2 separate regions of the Mus musculus genome follow, and region 2 is linked to region 1. The links are chromatin contacts, called in public Hi-C maps. All regions are on one chromosome and are shown on one strand. Each heading gives the region's core, a stretch centred on a gene start, on an enhancer-like site or on the middle of the called end of the contact. The rest is flanking DNA. Distances are from core to core; before and after follow the strand shown.

Region 1 (4,044 bases), core at 1,160-3,659:
TGAGTGTTTGTCCTGCAGGTAAGTCTGTGTAACACACATGCAGCGCCCACAGAGGCCAGAAGAGGGCATCAGATCCCTAGAACTGGAGTCACAGATGGTTGTCAGCTGCTGTGTAGATGCTGGGAATAGAATCTGGGTCTTCTGGAAGAGCTAAGAGTGATCTTAAGCGACAAGTGATCTCTCCATCCCACGAAAGCCACTTTTATTTCTAAGAACTTCCATCTCAACTGGAAATGGGAAGGTCTTCCTCACTAGGGTGAGTTAAATGAGACCTGTACAGAGACATCCCACAAACGAAACCCAGAGAAGCCAGCTGTCAGTGTTCTCACACACTCCTACTCAAACAGTACCCAGAGCACAACTAATTGGTCCTCCCAAGACCCACCCCTCCCCCTACAGAAACGGTTACCTCACCTCACCTCTGTGCCTGTAAGCTACCTCACCTGACCCATTCATCATATGTCTCACACACACCCCGCCCGCCACTTTTTTAAAAAAATTTTTTATTGTAGCTCATGCTTGTAGGGATCAGAGGAAAACCGAGTGAAACCCTGACTGAATGAGTAATGCTGACGTGGGGTTAGCCACTCAAGGATTATAGCCTCAGACCCATGGAAAAACAGCAAAGTCTCCATCTCCTGCCAGGGTGGGGCTCAGAGGGAACCCGGAAAAGCCTTCTCTTCTGATCCATGTGTGGATGTAGACAGAGTGTACAGAAATGTCTGTCATAGCTTTATCCCACCAACACTGCCATGTTTAGGGACTAAAGAATACTCCCCTAGAGACTGTACCTACCACATTAGCCAAACCTTGATCCAGTATACCTTAATCTTGCCTCCCTGTTTATCTGTCTGTATTAACATCTCTCCTTGTTCAGCTGTATACGGTAACTCCCCCTTCCTCTTCAAGTCTATATAATAAACACTCAGCTTCCAGGATGCTGTGGTTTCTCCATCCAAGAGCCTAGTCCACCCAGTCCCAGCTTCCTGTATGGTATGTCTGTGTGTCTGTCCTTTCTTCATTCCCTTGCTGTCCACCTCAGGTCAAGCTCCAAGGACTCAACACATGCTTGTCTTGAACATCATTCCCCTGCCTCTGCATTCTGAGTGCTGGGGTTACAGGAGTGCTCTGCCGAAATGTTGAGTGAAGGCTAGATTTTAATGTGGCACTTCAGATGCCAGAGACTGCACCCCATAAACATCCCCTGGTTCCGTGTGCCTTGTGCAGAGGTGGGGGTGGGGCAGCACTATTGCAGGGTGGACCACGCACTGTACAAAAGGAAACGGAGGACAAGCCAGGGATGCCTGGTTGTTATGCAAGCAGCCCCATCCAGAGTGCTATGTGAAGGCTCTTGTTCCCCTCCTGGCCTTTTTCTCCCTCCACTGTTAGTGGGTGGGAGTCGGAGTTCTCTATTTATGATGATTAGGGGTACCAAGTTCGTTTGTTTGTTTTCAAGACAGGGTCTTACTGCACAGCTCTGGCTGTCCTGGAATTCATTATGCAGAATAAGATGGCTTGAAACTCACAAGAGATCTAACTGCCTCTGCCTCTTGAGTGCTGAGATTAAAGGTGTGTGACACCATGCCTAAGTGTCCCAAGTTTAAACTTTCCAGCTTGGAAGTAAATGACCAGGAAATAATACAGTGAGGATTCCAGCAGAGATCGCCTCCCCAGGCATCCTAACTCCCAAAGTGAGAGATACTCTCCTGTTATCACTCAATCTCCATCGACGAAGGAGCCACTCTACCACTCTGGGAGGTGAACAAGGGAAACAGACACAGAAGCAGACCACCCATCTGATGGGGCAGTTATGTCAATGGATCATGAACAAGTTGAGTCACAAGATGGAACCAGGAAGGCAAAGGCCCCTGAAGATCTTTCTAGTCTGACCTTCTAGTTATTCTTTTGGTGGTGGTGGTGGGGGCGCAGAGGTTGGTTAGCTTGGTTTGTGTTTGTTCTGTCTGTTTTGCTTTATTTTGTTTTGTTTTGTTTTGAGACAGGGTCTCACTAGGCAGCCCTGGCTGTCCTGGAACTCACTCTGTAGACCAAGCTGGCTCTAAACTCAAGAGATCCGTACCTGCCTCTGCCTCCCAAGTGCTGGGATTGAAGCTGTGGACCACTTTCACAGCTTCCTCCTTATTCTTAAGAAAACAGAATGGGATAAGGAAGGGAAAGCAGACACTGGGAGCTCGGTCACAGGTAATTCCTACCCACGAATCCCCACCTTCTTAAAGTAGGCAGGATGGAGGCTTAGACACCTTTCCATTACCCAAGGGTGTCTCCTGGCAGGTGGGCTTGCATGTCAGCCTCGGCCATCACTGGGAAGGGGAAGAGTAAGTTGCAGGCCTCACACCCCAGGCGCCAGGCCACAGATTAGAGGCAGCTTCCTGCTTGGCTCTTGTCCAAGGCCATTTCACAATTGCGGGAAGAGTGCCGGGTTGAGAGTACCAGGTTACTGCTCTCTCCACCCCCACTCCAGCCCTCCTAACCACCCCCCCTGCCCCACCCCGGTAGGGAGTACGAGCCAGGCCCTGCTGCAGGTTCAGAGGCTGAAAACATTTGCTGACCCTCAGAGTGGGATGGAGGTGGCCATGCTCGGCCACCTCGCTCCCTCCTCCCTCACTGACCACCTGCAAACACTTACACAGCAGAGATCCTTTTAAGGGTGGAGTGGTCAGCTCAGGTCATTCCCATAGCAACTCTAATGCTGAGTCAGAGGGGGCCTGGAAGGCCAGGGGGCCACAAGAGCCACAAGAAACAAGGTCATGGTCAGCTTCCCATTAGGAGACCAAGTGCCTGGAAGACAGCATGTTCCACAGAAGAGCACAGTGCTTCATTTCAACATGCCAGTGTCTGAGGCAAACTGGCTCTGCTGACTAAATTCAGACAGGAACCGAGAGAGACACAGAACGTGTGCTCAGGAGTCATTGTACCGGTCACTTATATGGCCAGTTCTGACTGGTTTGAAGTAAGGAGGTAGTGGTAAGGGACCCAGAGTCTCCTGTCTGTCAGTCTTCAGGAAGAGACAGAACAAACCTGGGTGAAATGTCAAACCACAAGACAAGGCAGGGGGAGGCAGGGCCCACACTGGCATGCTACACGGTCAAGGAGAGCCAGTGAACACACACACACACACACACACACACACACACACACACACAGAGAGAGAGAGAGAGAGAGCGAGAGAGAGAGAAAGAGAGAGAGAGAGTCTGTGTGCAGACCTCGGGAAGAATGAACCTGAGGAAGACAAACAGAGAATGGAAGACAGTCAGGTGCAGAGAAGACAAAAGAAATCTTTCACACTAGGCAAGGAGACAGGACTGAGTGAGCACATTTGGGGACAGGGACCTGCTTCCCCAAGGGAGCTGGTAAGTCTTAAGAGCATAAGCAGCTTCTTCACTGAGACTTTCCGTGTGTGTGTGTGTGTGTGTGTGTGTGTGTGTGTGTGTGTGTGTGTGTGTCAAGGCCAGGGAGACCAGTCTCTCCATTGCAGGAAGTGCTCTGACAACAGGAAGCAGCTGCATCAGGCTCCAGGGTCCTACTAATGTCTCTCACTCGCCTACACTGACTGCTGTCCCCCCCACCCCCATCCCTCCCCCCACAGAACAAACTGTTCTATGAGAAACTCTGGGGACAGAGGGTTCACACCTGCTCCGAGGTCTGTTGGGGGCAAGTCCTCAGGAGCCAAGGCTGAGAGCCCAGTAGAGCCCGTGGCTCTGCACAGCTTTTCTCTGCCCCTACCTCCTCCCACCCCAGACCCAGCTACTGTCCACTGGGGCAACGAAGCCCAGAACATTAGCTCTGGAAAACGGGAAGGGTCTCTTCAGTAACAACTCATCCTGGGACTTTCAATGATGTCTCCAAAGTAGGCCCTAGACTCCAGGCCTCAGCCTCTGGAGTGGGGCTGCTCAGCTGTGAGAAAGAATTGAACACTGAGTTCTAAGCTCCACTCTCATTAATCAGTCCCATGATATTGGACCAGTCACTTCCTGTCTGGCTCCTGTTTCTTCCTCTACAACATGAGAGATGGAAATTGATGGATTC
Region 2 (3,973 bases), core at 924-3,423, 170 kb after region 1:
AAGAGCACAAAGCTCTTCCAGGAAGCCTGGCCTCTGCTCTGAAATGCCTCTAAAAGCTGGACCTTGACCCCAGCTCCTGCACGTCCCAGTCCTCTCTGACTTGGGACAAGTTCTTCAGACACTGAGCTCCAGGTTCCTCTGTGTAATTACACTCAGGAGTCAGCACAGAAATAAGGTAAAGAGAGCCTCCCCTTACCGAGCCTGACTGTTAGAGGCCTCGCAATGAGGGCTTTTCACTGGGTGGCCTTCCTCTCATGAATTCTCAGATCTTCACCGTTCCACACGTCTTGTCCTGGGAAAAATAATTCCATCTCCTCAACAGGGAGTCTTCTACTCGGAAAGTCCTGTTCCAAGCAAACCTCCCCCGGAGGAGAGTCCCTTCCCGGGGGTCACTCCTGACCCTGTGACATTCTGACTCATGACCCCTCACTCGTCCCCATAGAATTGTAACCAAAAGCAGGCAGGAAGGGAAGATCGTATAAAAGTGTGTTCCTGGGGGCTGGAGAGATAGCTCAGAGGTTAAGAGCACTGACTACTCTTCCAAAGGTCCTGAGTTCAAATCCCAGCAACCACATGGTGGCTCACAACCACCTGTAATGAGATCTGATGCCCTCTTCTGGAGTGTCTGAAGACAGCTATAGTGTACTTACATATAATAAATAAATAAATCTTAAAAAAAAAAACTCTCTCAAAAAAAAAGTGTGTTCTTGCCGCTCACTCTGGGACTATGCTTATAACCACAATCTCTTAACCCCCAGATCCCTGAAATGGGTGCTGTGGGTATGGAGGCTTCTCAGGGGAGTCATCACCACCTCCCTTCAGGTCCCTCAAGGTTCCTCCTCACTTGCTCCTGCCCACTGGCAGCCTGGGATGCAGCCCTCCTGGCAATTGGAAGGTTCCTCTCCCTCCTCTTTGCTTGCAGGAAGAGAAGCAAGCTCACCTCAGGTTAAGGCTGAAGGAGTGTGACCCACGGCAGCCTCTACCAGGTGGTCACTGGTGGTCCCTTCTCCTGGTACTCTGGCAGGCATTCCGTAAGCTGATGCCCCTGGTACCCGATCTAGAGTGCAGAACAGTGGCAGGCTTGCCATCAGACCAGGCTTTCCCCACTTCTGCATCTGACAGGAAAGGGAGAGCAGAGCCAGGAGGGCACACACACACACACACACACACACACACACACACACACACACACACACACACACACACACGAGACTTAGAGCATTCCTAGGACAGGGCCCGGGAGTCTTCCCTCTGAGAGCATCTTGAATAGATGCAATGATTCTCCCCTTTGTGGCCAGCACCCTAGAGTGGATCACCTTGAATGTCTGTGACCTCTCCCTCTGGTCTAGCGCCCCTAAAAGCCAGCTCTGAGGTGCTGGACACGTGGTCCTCCAGTGACCACACCTGCTCACATATCCAAGCTGTTCCTCTCAAGCTTGCACTGGGTTGGGCTGGGGTGTGTGGGTGTGGCCGACAGCCTGTTCCTCCCCTCCAGGCTCTGAGAGTATAGGCAGGTGGAGACAAGCCGGGCTCAGTCAGCAAAAAGGCTGTAAATGTGGGTGGGGAGTCCAAGGCAGCAGCAAAAGATCTAGACCTTTGGGGCCATCCAGGGGAAAATTGTGGACACACTGGAACCCCAACATTTGTATCTAAACATTTTTATTACTTAAAGCAATTTCACAATTATTGGCTTATGAAAACTTCATATTTCCTTACTGGCATGGCTTTTCCAAATGCACCCCACAAATGACAGTTTAAAATCATAAAGAGAGACAAGATGGGTATAAGCAGTTATTCCTGCCTTGCTGACTCCGTTGGAAGGTCGGTTGCTGTTGAGTTTGTAAGTATGTGTTCATTCACAAAACCAGAAGGCAGCAAAGTGAAAGACTTTAAAGTTGTAAGGACACTGGCTTGGTTGACTCACACTGTGAGATCCCTGGGAACCAACAGGAGACAGGACTGCTACTGTCTCAACAGAGTTACTGGACCAGCACTCTCAGGGCTGCCTCTAGACAGGCCTTACCAGCAGTAAGGGGAACACCCAAACCTGTGAGCAGGGAAAGTTAAGGTCTGGTCCTGACTGCCTCTCATTTCCTCTGTGTTTTTTGCTGAGTCACCTTATCTCCCAGAGCTGCAGTTGGCTGTTGGCATCTTTTGGAGGAGGGGTGGGGCTTCCTGGAATTCATCTATGCTCTGAATCATGGGTGCTAAGTAAGAGTGGCTAGAGCACTGAGCCTCTTCAGATATTCACTCATTCATCCAACCAAATAACACAAGCAGCCGCTATATCCTGTCCTAGAGAGCTCACCGGCTACCGGAATGAGAGAGATGATTCCAGAAAGATAAGGAGGGCACGGGATGTGCCAATGGATAGGACTCGAGATATCTGAGTACTCTCACTTGCAACAGGCAACCAAGCCTTCTCAGGAATTCTTCCTATCTTTATATGGTGTGTTTGTGTGTGTATGTACGAGCGTGTGCGTGTACAAATGCATGTGCACGTGTACAAATGTGTGTGTGCACTGCGAGCACACACGCATGCGCATGTGTATAGACCCACGTTTACTGCTATCTCACCACATCTCTCACCCGTGCAGCACTCAGAGAACCTGTTCTCAGTCTATAGGTCATCAGTTTTCAGAAGTCCCGAAAGATATGAGGAATCTAAGTGTCAGCAACTGTGGACTCTCCTCCTCAGGAATTGACTTATTAGAAAAGCTAGTGGAAAGGTTGTGACGACCCCTGGCTGATGTATTTGTTGTTGAGGGTACTTTGGGGATGGGAAGGGACCCTGGGACACAGTTTCCTTTCCTTTAATGGTATCACTCTAAATTTCCAGCCCACACACAGTATCTTAACAGAGCACTGTTTCCAGAATATCCCTCCCCTTTGTCCGAGTGGGCACATGACTTGAGCCAGCCAATCAGAATCCTCTTGGTCTCAGTGCCGGGCTGCAGTAGGTGTTTCAGAGCACCTTTTGTCCAAGTGTGGGCATCTGTGAAGGCTGTGGTCAATGCTGATGTTTAGAGGCCCAAGGCTGCCCTGACTTCTCTGCTCTGTCCTCTATCCCCGGGCTTGCTATTTGGAGAGCGTGGCTAATTTGGAAGGGAGGAGGAGGGGCTTGTGTTGCTCTCTTCCTGCACCCTCTGTTATCTGTGGCTGCTGGGTTTGTAGCTGTTGCCTGGACTGGGGCTGCTGACAGTTTCTTCAGCAATTTCTGTTACTTCTTATAAACCAACCAGAACTTAGAAATGTCACATTTCCTAAAGAGAGTGGATGTAATTGTTATTCCAATCAATTATTCCTTCAAATTTAGTATAATAAACAGCCTACCTCCTTAACTCCTTCAATCTTGCTCTTCCTTCTAAACTATTTCTGGGCATTTGAAAGAAGAAAAAGGACTTTTCATTGCCCACATTGCCTTAAAATGGAATTGTGGAGGACGTTCAGATATATGAGCTCCGTGTGCTCTTTACAGAGTGTGGGCTTCCATGTTAGCTTGGCATTCTGTGTCTCAATTGTTATTTTTGCTTTTTAAAGATTTATTTATTATGTGTAAGTACACTGTAGCTGTCTTCAGACACATCAGAAGAGAGCATCAGATCTCATTACAAATGGTTGTGAGCCACCATATGGTTGCTAGGATTTGAACTTAAGACCTCTGGAAGAGCAGTCAGTGCTCTTAACCACTGAGCCATCTCTCCAGGCCCTGTATCTCAATTTTTAAACCCTTGCTTTTTGTGGTTTTATGCTAATAAATGTTTGCCCACATGTTTGTTTGTGTAGTGTGTGTGTGTGTGTGTGTGTGTTGCCCACAGAGGTCAAAGAGGGCACCAGATCCCCTAAAATTAGGGTTTCAAATGGTTCAAGCTGCTATGTGGTGATGGGAATCAAACTTGGGTCCTCTGGAAGAGCGGCTGGTGCTCTTAACCATTGAGGTATCTTTCCACCCCTTCTTGCTTATTTTTAAACA

The links. A called contact is a pair of places that touch in the nucleus more often than the background predicts.
Region 2: a contact with region 1 is called in a Hi-C map of the N1E-115 cell line, with 4 times the contacts expected there. The contact joins two enhancer-like sites. A contact is called at or near these places in 5 of 39 promoter capture datasets (embryonic stem cells, hippocampal neurons, liver and 1 more), 5 of 484 Hi-C or Micro-C datasets (CD8 T cells, the N1E-115 cell line, bone marrow-derived macrophages and 1 more), 13 of 115 datasets of contacts at active chromatin or transcription factors (T-cell acute lymphoblastic leukemia, acute myeloid leukemia, bone marrow-derived macrophages and 6 more) and 4 of 9 other capture datasets (adipose tissue, liver, macrophages and 1 more).

Annotation. Positions count from the first base shown.
Region 1 is chr2:118,487,947-118,491,990 of GRCm38.p6, forward strand. No RefSeq gene overlaps it. Among named protein-coding and RNA genes, the nearest start is that of Gm32684, 8.9 kb to the right of the region's middle. Within about 2 kb of position 2,410, at least 172 of the 459 cell types and tissues checked have an H3K27ac peak or open chromatin away from gene starts, as enhancers often do. A contact at or near this core is called in CD8 T cells, the N1E-115 cell line, T-cell acute lymphoblastic leukemia and 1 more, where this site is marked.
Region 2 is chr2:118,657,173-118,661,145 of GRCm38.p6, forward strand. No RefSeq gene overlaps it. Among named protein-coding and RNA genes, the nearest start is that of Pak6, 4.4 kb to the right of the region's middle. Within about 2 kb of position 2,174, at least 167 of the 459 cell types and tissues checked have an H3K27ac peak or open chromatin away from gene starts, as enhancers often do. A contact at or near this core is called in CD8 T cells, the N1E-115 cell line, T-cell acute lymphoblastic leukemia and 1 more, where this site is marked.